Linked DNA regions of Salmo salar: region 2 is linked to region 1. A link is a contact called in public Hi-C data. All regions are on one chromosome and are shown on one strand. Each heading gives the region's core, a stretch centred on a gene start, on an enhancer-like site or on the middle of the called end of the contact. The rest is flanking DNA. Distances are from core to core; before and after follow the strand shown. Region 1 holds the start of LOC106613589 (zinc transporter 7). Region 2 holds the start of LOC106613594 (lipoamide acyltransferase component of branched-chain alpha-keto acid dehydrogenase complex, mitochondrial).

Evidence for each region. Hi-C and Micro-C count contacts between places; a contact is called where the count stands out from the background.
Region 2: a Hi-C map of muscle shows a contact between it and region 1, with 6 times the contacts expected there. The contact joins the promoter of LOC106613594 here to the promoter of LOC106613589 in region 1. A contact is called at or near these places in 2 of 3 Hi-C or Micro-C datasets (gill and muscle).

What each region holds. Positions count from the first base shown.
Region 1 is chrssa10:15,380,540-15,387,663 of Ssal_v3.1, reverse strand. LOC106613589 (zinc transporter 7) reads left to right here and starts at 4,188. Exons shown (of 11, transcript XM_014216007.2): 1 at 4,188-4,375; 2 at 4,946-5,047; 3 at 5,598-5,711. The coding sequence starts at 4,296.
Region 2 is chrssa10:15,516,287-15,523,410 of Ssal_v3.1, reverse strand. LOC106613594 (lipoamide acyltransferase component of branched-chain alpha-keto acid dehydrogenase complex, mitochondrial) reads right to left here and starts at 3,955. Exons shown (of 11, transcript XM_014216018.2): 1 at 3,846-3,955. The coding sequence starts at 3,890.

The DNA of each region.
Region 1 (7,124 bases), core at 2,939-5,438:
TTCAACTGTTTGATATTCAGTCCTTACGCCCAGTTTCTCATCATTACCTACGCTTGTTGGTTCATTATCTCAGAATCCAACAGCTCTTATGTTTGTGAAGTGTCTCTTTGTCACCTACTAGTCCACTTTTCCCCATTTCTTCTCATTTATTTCAGCAGATAGACACAATGAATGCATTGTCCATGACACCTACATTGAATAACATATAACATATATCGCACAGACATAATCCTTCTTTTGGCAAAGGAGGGAAATAGTGTTGGTGTGAAACATGGAGGAGGAGAGGAACTTCATTCGATCTTTCTTTAAGCACATGAAGTTATCAAACTTGAGATGATGGTTATTTCCCAGGATGCCCTTATTGCCATACTGTGGTATCCTCAATGGGATTCATGCAGTATTCTTTTGTAATAAAATCCAGAAGAACAGGAAATGGTTCAGAGTGCCTATGCTTCAGTTATAGACCCCCATATGTTCACCCCCACTCAGCACATACTGGTTGAATCAACGTTGTTTCCACATCATTTCAATGAAATTACGTTGAACCAACTTGGAATAGATGTTGAATTGACATCTGTGCACAGTGGGCCAGCACTTGCAGCACTATTCTCACAGTGGAAGAATCAATGTTTTGTAGTGTTTGCAGCTCAATTATGTATAGCCAATCTTAATTATGTTTTCTAAAACTACGTACTGGCTTTTATTTATGTTATTCAACAGCCTACACAGAAATGTTGATTTCATCCCATCAGCATTGAGGTCCAGCTTGCTTATCCAGAGCTTGGGCGGTATCTAGTGGTCAAAAAGAGGAATACATTGGCAGATTCTTCATATTGCCGGTTGTACCTTCCTTTTACCAAACTCAGTCTAAAGTTTACCAAAAGTGCATGACATTATTGAGGGGTTCATTTGAATACATTTCTGATCATAACAAAAGTTGATAAAATTGCAATCCTTTTCAGTTTTCTACTAGAATATGAAAAAAATGACATGGGGTAGCCTATATGTTTTTCCTTTAAAGGCAAACTGTGAGCTAAGTTGCAATTATGTCAACTTTTCTTACTATATTTTTAAACGAGGAACCAACAAAACGTTGTTAAATTGAAAACTTTATTTCAAAAAATGTGTATTATGCCGATAAGATTCCATTAGCATGTTTTTGTGTTTCGTTCATATGCAAAGCCTTCTATTGCATATGAAAAAAATGACATGGGGTAGCCTATATGTTTTTCCTATAAAGGAAAACTGTGAGCTAAATTGTAATTTTGTCAACTTTTCATACTAGATTTTTAAATGAGGAACCAAGAAAACGTTGTTATATTTAAAACCTTATTTCGAAAGATTTGCATTATGCCGATAGGCTTCCATTAGCATGTTTCTGTGTTTCATTCATATTACAACAAATACATTATTTTGTTGAATAAATCAGAAATATGTGTGTGTGACAGGTTTAAAAAAAAAAAATGTTGTAATGACATTGCATTTGTAAGCACTATTGTGCAATCAGGGCAACGTAACCTACTCAGGGTAATGGACTGTAGGCTGATCTGATGGGGTCAGTACAGGTGCATCAATGCTGGGACCAAGAGACTGAAAAACAGCTTCTATCTCAAGGCCATCGGACTGTTAAACAGCCATCACTAGCACAGAGAGGCTGCTGCCGACATACAGACTTGAAATCATTGGCCACTTTAATAAATGGAACACTAGTCACTTTAATAATGCCCCTTTAATAATGTTTACATATCTTGCATTACTCATCTCATATGTATATACTGTATTCGATACTATCTATTGCATCTTAGCCTATGCGCTCTGACATTGCTCATCCATATATTTAGGAATTCTCATTCCATTCCTTTACTTAGATTTGTGTGTATTAGGTATTTGTTGTGGAATTGTTAGATATTACTTGTTAGCTATTGCTGCACTGTCAGAACTAGAAGCACAAGCATTTCGATACACTCGCAATAACATCTGCTAACCATGTGTATGTGACCAATACAATTTGATTTGATTTGATGTGATGGTGGAACAATATCTATATGATGGGGCGCAAAGCCTTATATTACAATGAAACACTCTGGGGAACAGAATCTGATGGGAGTCCCTGAGTCCCTGTGTGTATGTATTGATATGTAGGCTATTTGTGCCGTTTTTAATGTAATGTATGTAGTTCTGTCCTTGAGCTGTTCTTGTCTATTAATGTGCTGTATTATGTCATGTTTTGTGTGGACCCCAGGAAGAGTAGCTGCTGCTTTTGCAACAGTTTTGATTGATTGATTTCATTTATTAGTACATTTTTTAAATACATACTGTACATAAGGGTGCTCCAGCTGGTGACGCCTCCACATTCAATTTAAGAAAATCATCAAGGATAACGCTAAGCTTAAAAGCTTATTTCCATTGAGGTCCTTTTGGAAGGGGAACGGGGGATGCAGCATGTTTAGGCGGCAGTTGTAGTTGCAACAGACAATGACAGACAGAATTGTTGTTTGTTTCATAAAATGAGCTAATTAGTACAGTTCCATTCCTAATAAACAACTATAGGTACATCTCCCTTGTCTCACATACCCTTAATATATAAAACAATCAATCCCTTATATATATACAAGACATTCACAATGTGATACACAATAGGCACCAAAAGGCAGACCATATGCTATCCCGGGCATTTCCTTCTCAGCCACGTACTATAATCTTTCTACTCACTTTCGAGACATGCTACTGTTTAGCAATTTTTTCAGTGAGAACTTGAAACTACCCATTGAAGGTATAAGTTTCAAATTATTTGGAAAACTATTCCAAAGAATGGCAGCTGAGTAAAAAAAAGTGAATTTCCCCATACCACTATTAAATCTAAAATGGACAATATCAGTTTCACTCTTTCAGTTTCACCAAGTTAAAGTAGTTACATAAGTACCTGAGGACCATACTGTGGACAAACTTATGGACAAGACACAATTTAATCTGAGAGACTCTCTCGTTCCACTTTGAGCAATCTAAGGCTTTCAAAGTCGGAATGGTCAAGATTAAATCACGCTTTAGCTTTATCTGTGGGGCACTATTGTACCAGGAAGAGCACGCATAGTCGAAGTGGCACTGAACAAGAGCCCCTGCCAATGCCACCATTGCATTCTTATCCAGATATTTGGAGGTTCTTGCCAGAAACCAAATTTGATGGTTCACTTTGGAGATTTTTTGTGCCATCCTCTCTTCTGTCAGATGGTTATCTAGCACACATCCAAGATAATTAACAGTATTTTGCTGTGACTACTAAGTCATCTACTACCACCTTAACATCAGGGGATTTCCTCAGTTTCACTTTGGAGCCGAACAAGATGGACATTCCAAGGTGAAGTGACAGCTTATAGCCATTTACTGACATTCCGAAGTTCAGCACTGAGGGCTTTCTCAACCACATTTTTGTCTTTGTGGGAAACCAACAGCGGAGAATCATCTGCATAGAGGAAAAGGTCACATGTACAGGCAGATTTCAGATCATTTATATACAACAAAAAGAAAAGTGGACCCAGCACACTCCCTTGGGATTTTCCGCAGTTCAAGATTTTGGGTTTAGACAGGGTCTCATCCACATTCACCATCTGTTTTCTTCCTTGCAGATAAGAGCTAACCCATTTTACGGCTAAGTTACTAAAGCCCATGGCTCTTAGTTTGATTAAACAGAATCTCATGATCCACTGTATCAAACGCCTTTTTGGAGAGCTAACATAACCATACCACAAAAGTTCCCTCCATCTACTTCCTTCCTGATGTAGTCAGTTAGATATAGTAGGCAAGTATTGGTGGAATGGGATTTCCTAAAGCCAGATTGGAGCTCATATAGTAGGTTGTGTAAGGAAATATCTGCTAATATCAACCTGCTCGAACATAATCTTTTCCATGACCTTAGATAAAATACACAGGATTGAGACAGGCCGGCTGGGATCCTAATACAATACCAAATTCCATATCTGATAGGGGGTTCTCAGCACATTGATGAGAACTCTGGGGGTTCTTGGACCTCCATATGGGAACCCCAGAATATAGGATTGCCAACTGTATCCATACACCAACATACCATTCATTGGCTTTATTTGAGAATCTGTCTGAAAACCACTTGTACCATAACTGTAGGCAGGCAGTACAGTCCCTATAACATGTATTACATGTTTTGGTAGCGCAAGCGCCCTCTATTGATCGGTTCTGTTGGCTGAGAGCTGAGTTGGTGGTTTTAGCTCAAACCAGCAGTATTTAGCTAGCTAGCTTGGCACAACCTGGGTGGGACTGCTAAAATGTTACCATTATCTATAAAAGACGACGAGTACAAGCCACCCAAATTCAACCTCCTCGCCAAGAGTTCAGGATGGTTCAGGTAAATTGTCTTATTTGTGTGTTCTTGCTGTATTATTTAGGTCTTAATTAGCTTGTTAGCTAGCTATTTTGGTTCAATGCTCACTGCTAGCTTAATTCAGATGTGAAAATGTGATGCCAAAGATTATGCTGTAGTTACCTAGCTAACGTTAGCTACCAAAAACAGCTTGCTAGGGGTAGGGGACCATCCACCTTGGTTGCTGACCAAGTTGATATTTGTTAGTTAGCTCCATAGTCAAAAATAAGGCTAGGTTAGCTGTCTAGATAGCCAGTTAGCTTCAGATGCACGAATGTCTGGCCAACACAGCTGGAAGTTAGTTACTTCCGACTTACTTAGCTAGCCTAGCGGGGTTTGTATATTATTAAATATTTGTGTGCTGTCAACAACATGCTTGTACAGGAAATTTATGCAATTTTGCACATTTGACATATGTAGCTACTTCTCATTCTTATTAACTGGCTCTACTGTTTTGATCAGCGCAAGCTAGCAAACGTTACTTAGGTAACGTTAGCTTGGTTGATAACTCGCGCTTGCTGCGATTCTAACTCAGTGAAATTTCTTTTTTTCCAGATCAATCCTATCTGATAAAACATCACGCAACTTGTTTTTCTTTCTCTGTCTGAATCTGTCCTTTGCTTTTGTTGAATTATCGTACGGCATATGGAGTAACAGGTAAGTTCTGTATCATTCGATGGGAAAATCCTAACAAACGCAACTCTTATTTCAGGATGTGCCACGTATGTCTAAGCAAGCGTTGTACCAACAGTGCCCGTTGCTTGCACTGCCTCTATCAGTGGGAATGCACCACCAACTACATTATAACATCTAGCTAGACACATGCTATTCCCTAGTTATGTGTTTTGAAATGGCTATCCGTCTTGATAGCTGTATTTTATGCATGAATTTCTGCCAGGACATCTTATCTGCAACATGTGTTCAAATTGTTGCCTGGAACCAGCTGCTAGGACTAGGGTTAAAATGTCACTGTCATAAAATCCACGCGTTCCCATAGACAAGTAACTAGCTAATTAGAACTAATATGTGCAGTAATGTTTTATCAGCCATAACTTAGTCGTTCATAAAAACAAAACTTGTTTTTTTTGTGTGTTATAGTGCAACTTTTACCCCCGGCAATTGCAAAGCTTGGGGGATATCTGGTGCGGGTGACTGTCTAGTCTAACAAGTTTTTTTTTTGTGTGTGTGTGTGTGTGTATGCTCTCAGTTTAGGTTTGATATCAGATTCCTTTCACATGTTCTTTGACTGCACTGCACTTTTAGCCGGACTTGCAGCCTCCGTGATTTCCAGGTGGAGGTCGAATGACTCATTCTCCTATGGGTACGTATGCAGTCAATGTAGACTATAGCTTCACTTTTTGCGCCTTCGCTAGCAAAGGTAATGTAATATTCATATGTGAATACATGCTGAGTTATGGTTGGATGCATTTTGCCGCCGTGTCATACTGTGCGGTGATTGGTTGGGACCACCCAGACGGTTGGGTCGTGGGCAGTTGATCGTGGTTGGAGATAGGCTAACATGGAGTTGTAACTAGTTAATAAAGAGTTATGTTAAGAAACATCCTGTGGTTCTGCGTTTTATTATTTTGTACAAAGCGTACAAAACAAAACATGGTGTCAGAGTAAATGGTCTTAAAAGATGGATTTTTCTGGAGTTCCTTCACCTCGAATGGACTGGGAGTCTACAAACTTACCCGATGCATGGCGTAAGTACAAACAGCATGTATTCACATATGAATATTACATCCCCCTTCTTTTAAACAAAATACAAATGTTTTACATATTCTAAGCTTTTCTTTTGGATACATGCTCTGTAGTTTGAACTCAAGGTAAGTAACCATTTATATTGCATACTACACCAACTGAATCAACATAGACTCTGAAACAATGATCCAACATACTGTTACTTTTCAAACAAGGGATTCTCAGCAACTCAGCTTCACTGTAGAAATTACATCTTAACATTTCAAACAAATACAATACCAAAGCATGTCAAGTCAACTTTCAATAACAAGTTTACAGTCTGGAACTCTTTTAGGGCAGCGATCCGCCTACACCCTTTGACATTTCATAGGTCGAGGACAGCTCTGGGCTAAAATGCCCTCAGAGCGTCTCAGAATTCTGGAACCATCGTGATGAACTATCACAGATCAACGGAATCATTTTCAAAGGAGAGAAAATCATTATTCCTACCAGTCTCAGAGAAGAGATTTTGACAAAGATCCATGCTGGACACATGGGCATGGAAAAGTGCAAACAGAGAGCACGGGACATTTTGTTTTGGCCTGGAATGTGCAAACAAATAGAGGACATTGTTGGTAGATGCACCATCTGTCTTGAAAGACGCCCCTCAAACACCAAAGAGCCAATGTTACCTCACTGTATCCCAGACCGACCCTGGCAGGTTGTGGCAATTGTGGACGACATCCTTGTTTATGGTCGAACCAAAGAGGAGCACGACCGAAACCTCCGCGCGATGCTGCAAAGGTCCCGCGAGAGAGGAGTCCGGCTCAACCCCGAGAAGAGCACAGTCAGCGCTACAGAGGTCAGCTACTTCGGACATCTTCTCACAGCGAATGGAATCAAGCCAGATCCACAGAAGATCTCAGCCATAAAAGAAATGGAGCCACCAAAGAACCGTGCAGAGCTGGAAACAGTGCTTGGCATGGTCAACTACTTAGCCAAGTTCGCACCCAGCCTCTCCAATGCTAATGCACCCCTGCGTCAACTGCTA
Region 2 (7,124 bases), core at 2,706-5,205, 140 kb before region 1:
GATATTTGCGTAAAATGCCAACATTGGTATCGGCCGGTGTCTAATTTAACGGCGATGTTAAAAACCGATGTCAAAGCTACCGTGCATACCTATATAACGTAGGTACATGACGTAATAACGCCACGTAAAATGTTGCGCTACACGTGCAACACAGCATTCCTAACCTAGCCACACAATGTCTGCTGTGTGAATCGAGCAGTCAACAAGTCGAGTAGTGATTTGAAAGAGTAAGAACTTCAGCGACACAACTCAAAGGCGAAATCCATTAAAGCCAAGATAATGGAATTCATTGCCCTTGACAATCAACCGTTCTGTCGTAGGTGATGTTGGCTTTCGCTGACTGGTCGAGCACCGGTACACACTACCAAATGCGCTATTTTTCAGATGTTGCCTTACCGGAGTTACACAGTAATAGTGTCACTGCTATTAGCTTCACGGCATACATACTATGGAACACCGTTTGCATCTTTGTGTGTCAAAAAAGATACAGTAGCACTGTCAAAGCTGTACAAAAAAAAAAAAGTCTGCAAACAAGCAAACACTGGCCACGAACGATGTGTTTACAATACCGCGTTGGTAATAAAGCATCATTTGTTCAACCGCAACTTCTGGGGTTGCTAGCTTTAGCTTGGTACCTAGCTAGCACCAATACAACCAGCAGAAGCTGCAGTTATTTTCATTATTCTTAGCAATGATTTAGGAATCCTTGTGAGTAAGTATTAGCTAGGTTGCCACTTGTTTGCCTATTGAAATTGAACTTCAGTTCATGAAAATAAATAGCTAGCCAGCTACTTAACCCTGTTGCTCAAAGCTAACGTTATAAGCAGCCAGCTAGCTTTATCTGGCTAGTGAGGCTCGACCGGACCGGGTTATGTGTTGTGAAGCTAGCCACAATAAGGATTAGGCAAAATAGTGAAATTTGCAGTTTGCCTTCAAAATTAGTGTCATTGACAGTGATGCAAATTAATACTAATAGTAGAATTATGCCATACCTTTATTTTGAAGGCTAACCGCAAAGTCCACTATTGTGGCTAATCCTTAGTGGCTAGCTTCACATAGATAGGTCTGACCATCATTAATCAAATAAGAACTGTCTCATAAATTAGGGTTATTTTAGATGATGACACCTAGCTATAGAGTTAGCTGGCTAACTATAGCTACTGAAACAGATTATGTCGTGTTATTTGACGTGCATCTTTTTTGACACGCAAAGACCCAAACGGCGTTCCATAGAAATCCTGGTTGAGAATGACACGACTGAACTTAATGAACAATGAAACAGCACAGCAAGTAAGTAAAAGAAATTGGTTTTGATTATGGTTTACTGGTAATGGGGACATAAGTAAATGGCAACAAAAGTTTTTGGTAAGTGTGGTGTGTGTGTGTGTGTAACCTTTATTTAACTAGGCAAGTCATTTAAGAAATTCTTATTTACAATGATGGCATACCCTGGCCAAATCCGGACGACCCTGGGCCAATTGTGCGCCGCCCTATGGGACTCCCGATCACGGCCGGATGTGATACAGCCTGGATTCAAACCAGGGACTGTAGTGACGCCTCTTGCACTGAGATGCAGTGCCTTAGACCGCTGCGCCCATGTGTGTGTGTTAACTATTTAACTGTACTAGAATGCTTAAAAGGCCGCTAAAATTGTAAATATCGGTATCGTTTTTTAAGCAAGGAAAATATCGGATATCGGCCAAAAACGTCATATCAGTGCATCACGACTTAAAATAGGTCAACACTGGCCACTAGAAGGATATTTTGAACCTACAAATTCAAGGTTAACTTGTTTCGTTGGTCTGTAACAAAATGTGAGTCAACATTGCACTGATGCATCCTTGACTAGGCAACTAGCTACTACTGTTAAACATTTTCAGTTCTTCATATACATGACAAAATCCCACATTATCAGTTTCACACACACATCCATGTGCTTTTAATGGGGAAAATAAGGTCCTTACATGTAAGTTCATCGTAAAAAAAAAAGCAAAGAGCCTTATGGAAATAGCAGTCTTGTACTGTGGGCCATCATCGCTTCTCAGTGGCAGACACTGCTAAAGCGGTTGACTACCAATTGATGGTGCACTTTAACCATGGGTTCGAGCCAACTTGGCAGCGAGCTTTTTTAAATGACGGGGGATAAAAAAAAATCTGTTCACTGCCCGTCCTTAATGCTCGATTCAAAACGCATGTGACGAGCTGGATGATTATAATAACGCATAGCCTACAAAACCTTGTAGCCCTACATTTTGGCATACACAATGTAATATAGCCTCTGCAATATGATTAATAGGCAAAAGTGTGTGTGCTAGGCTGAAGAAAGAGAAAGCTCCTTATTAAATTCATTCATAATTTTCATTTTCAAGCTGTTGGCTGTAGGCGTCCCTTTTCAACACCTTTAACAGTGCTGGACTTGGGCAGGCGCTCACCAGAACGGAGTTTCTGCACCTCTTATAAAATATTAGCTCAAAAGTATTGTACAGTTCCTGCACCTAAATAAACAGTACCGGCACCCAAAATGAGTACTGATACCTATTTTATTCCAAGTCTAGCACTGCACAGTGTCTTATTTACTTTGAAGAACTACTAAAATAGTGATTGTCAGACAACAGCTCTATAGAGATGAAATGACTTGGAATTAAATAATAAAGTCATCATATAAAACAAATGTAATATACACAACTGAAATATTTTATTAATTTGAATAACTGATGGGCAGTCACTACCATCATGTGACTTTTAATCATTTATTGTTACAGCATTCAACCCGCATAATGCATAGTCCATTTAATTAAAAAATAACATTTAATAATCGTATTTTTTTTATTCAATCGGACCGACCTCAAAATGTTATCACCAATGTGATTCCGACGTTCACCAAAAAGATCATCACTAGTGAAACCCCTTTAACTTTAAAATGTTTGCAAGTATGGCCCCATTTTTTACCAAGGTATGATGACATTGCTCTCGAAAGCTCTTAAAATCCATAGGTTTTTAAGCGGCTACGGTTGGCTGCGTGTGAACTACAATTCCGACACAGTTTTCGAAACGTCAATAATCACGTACTGATATGCCCCTTGACTTTCATATGAATGAGAAAGAATCTTTCAAATAAAAGATAAACTGCTACAGTAAGTGTTGCACAAATCCATACGCAAGTGTATACCTCCAGTTGACGAACTACACTTCCTCCCCAGTTAAGTTTACACACAGGTGTTCGGAGAACGCTAAATAGCCAATTAGTCTTCCGTAAACAAACGTTGTAATATAACATAGAGATGGCCGTATGGGAACCCTGTCACAAACCCTAATCCTATAAAAAGTGTGTCGTAATTTAACCTTTTGATTTTAGAAATGTATTTGTCGCTGATATGAAAAAAAACGTACCTTGATTCCAAAACCATACCGCAAGCGATGCGTAGAAACTCAACAAAATATTACAGTACTATCGTCGGGCGCTAAAGGTAACGTTAGTTACAGTGGTCTATGAATGGGTTAGGGATGACATTGTATTGGCATTCAAGTTCAATTATTTCAGACACACACATCGTCAACCGTTTGAGTCAAATAAACAGTTGACTATCTGGGTAGTAGTAACCAACAGATAGCAATTATTCATAACTACAAAACAATTAGGAAATAATGTCAATTTCAATCCCACTTCACTGTAACATAGACTAAAATTAGCTTGTTTGCTAGTCAGGCTAGCAGCTGCATGGGAAACGTCTCTAGATTGATGTACAGTAGCAGTATTTCTAAATGCATGATCCTTGTGCATCATCAACTATCTCGCAAAGCTTTCACGTCGGTATACACATTTGGAAAAACTTTAACAAACCTACCAAGCGTCTCATAAATGTGAATGAGCCTCTGGTAACTGCCGCCATCTTTGTTTCTCTTCGTCCGGATCCAACGCACGCCCCTTTCAATGGCCAATCAGAGATCAGTCACTATAGAGATTTTACTGCGTTCATGAGCCAGTCGGAACTAGGAAACACGTGCCATGTTCAACCAGTTAGCAAGTCAGAATATCCGAGTTTCCTAGTTTCAACGGGGTTGTGAACGCGGCATAAATCCACTATATGAGCCAGACATACTTTTGAGGAGATGGGAGCAAGTACCCCTGACTGAGAATAAATAATATTTCCCGTCGGGTGGGAAAGGTGTCACATTGTTACAGGTCAGACAGGTAAAATGGTAGAAGTGGATGCTGAGTTCGAAACAAGCAGCACGTTGAACAAAGTTGGTGAAGATGCATGTCCTGAATGGACAACAGTAGTGTCGAAAACTGGAACAAAAAGGAAATTGTCTGAAATTGGAGTGGAGGAAACGTCTATGAATGATAATGAATCGCTTCTTGTTGAGTAAGAATGCATGTGTGGGAAACGCATTTGAGGTGTCAAATGGTGATGTACACGCTGGGAAAAGTGGAGTGTCAGTGACCAGGAGTGGTTTTATTTTCATTCATTGTATTTCTGAAGAACAAAGGAAGATTGCAGTGGGCCTCAACAGACCCACTGGGTGAATGGAGAAAAACAATAAAGTCTGTTCCACTTATGCCGCTACCATGAGCCGTCTTCCCCAATTAAGGTGCAACTAACCTCCTGTACTACGCATGTGAAGCTTGGTTATGTAAGACACGCTGCGAGAGCTTTAGTCCCCAAACCACTGCTGTGTAAGAACTATAAAGGATTTGTTTCAAGTGTGGGCAGACGGACGGAGTATACTGAATAAAAACAGTGTTGTACTTGTGGGGATCATGATCCTGATTTCCTGGAGTGCCTGGTAAGGGTGAAGGAGATTGAGGTGGCAAAATAATTTAGAAAACAAGTGATGCTCGTGAAGATATGGTAGTGGATGCACCACATGCTGAAGTAAATGTTTGCTACGAGTCAAAAGATAACCCACATTTTTAACACACAGGGTTTGTGGCATTCATTGCCACAGTTCTAAACAGTACAACTCAAGCCTCAAAGAAACGGGACATTGTGGTTGCGGCAGAAAAGTTGTTGGGACTTGTAAAAACGTTTTACTGGCGCTGGAAGACGGCCCACCCTCCCAGGTTCCCCTTGAGCATGTGTAGTGATCAAATCGGTTTATTTTTAAATAGTAAAGTTGTTTGGTTTATTTTATTTTGGTCGTCTATACAATAGAAGAAGTAGATCAGACGGGGAGGGGAAACTCGTATTAACGTGTGTTCTTTGACCATGCGTCGTCGATGGACCGCGCAGTGCATCCTGGACGTTTCTAGGACAAGAGCTCTCCTTCAAGGGGTGAATGAGAGTCATTTGGGCGCTAGCTCAAAAACCCAACATTAGCATACATTTCGTCAACATTACAAATCTTTTCCGAGAATTAATTGGTTATCTGTTATATCGTATAGCTGGGGAATCGTGACGACGTACTTTCGAGGGAAATATGCAGGTTTCTCGACTCATACCCTGATTTTGAGACGGGATTTTGTGACGATTAGTTTAGCAACCGCGTGACGCAGCATGACAACGGGAACGCGATTGGTCGACAATCTGCTGTGTGAGGCGTGACACGATCTTCAATTCATTGCCTAATGGCATTCCGATATCCTCCTTTCTCTGGTTTTTATGTATAGCGTGACCACATCTCCCGGATTGTGCAGGACAGTCTTGCGTTTTTGCCCTTTGTCCCGCAACCAAACAATCAAGTCCCGCATTTTATCAACAAATTCAAACACCACTAATACCAAATAATAAAAAAATGTGTTCCGTATTTCAGTCAGACATTCCAACCTGTCTCTTGGAGTCACGTTGCGCTTATGAAAATAAATAAGGATGTGGCAGCCTAAGCCTGCTGGTGACAAAGCCGCTGAGAGTAGTTAGGGGGTGGGGCTGCTGTAATTTTTTTCGCCAAAGGGTGGCTCTCCATGCTCATTAGTTTCTCATGTAACGTACACTACATGACCAAAAGTATGTGGACACCTGCTCGTCAAACATCTCATTCCAAAATCATGGGCATAGAGCTGGCAGCAAGTGTATAGGTCTGCTGTTAGAACCAGTAAATGCCACTTTATCAATCTTGGGTAGCGGAATTACTTTGGCTTCCCTCCAGGCCTGAGGACAAAGTCTTTCCTCTAGATATATGACAGATAGGAGTGGCTATAGAGTCAGCTACCATCCTCAGTAGCTCTCCATCTATATTGTCAATGGCAGGAGGTTTGTCATTATTTATCGATAACAATCATTTTTCCACCTCTCCCACATCAACTTTACAAAATACAAACTTGCAATGCTTTTCTTTCATTATTTGTTTTTTTTTATGCATGAATTTGATGGCTCATTGTTCGTTGTTGGCAATTCCTGCCTAAGTTTGCCCACTTTGCCAGTGAAGTAATCATTAAAATAATTGGCAGCATCAAATGGTTTTGTGATGAATAAGCCATCTGATTCAATGGAAGATGGAGTTAAATTTGTCTTTCTGCCCATAATTTCATTTAAAGTACTCCAATCTTTATATCATTAATCTTGTCTTCATAATACAATTTCTTCTTTTTGTTGAGTTTAGTCACATAATTTCTCAATTCGCAGTAAATCAGCCAGTCAGATATGTAACCAGACTTATTAGCCACTCCTTTTGCCCCATCTTTCGATCATACAGTTTTTAAATTCCTCATCAATCCATGGAGCCTTAACAGTTCTAACAGTCAGTTTCTTTACAGGTGCATGTTTATCAATGATTGGAAGAAGCAATTTCATAAATGCATCAAGTGCAGCATCTGAATGCTCCTTATTAATCACATCAGGCCAACAAATATTTTTAACATCATCCACACGGGTCACAGCAAAATCTTTTGTATGATCTCTTATACACTATTTTAGGCCCAGCGGTTGGAACTGTGGCTTTCCTGGATATAGCCACTATATTGTGATCACTGCATCCAATGGGTACGGATACAGCTTTAGAACAAAGTTCTACAGTATTAGTAAAAATGTGATCGATACATGTGCATGATCTTGTTCCTGTAGTGTTTGTAAACACACTGGTAGGTTAATTAATAACCTGAACCAGATTTCAGGCACTGGTTACAGTAAGAAGCTTCCTCTTGAGTGGACAGCTTGATGAAAACCAGTCAATATTCAGGTCCCCAA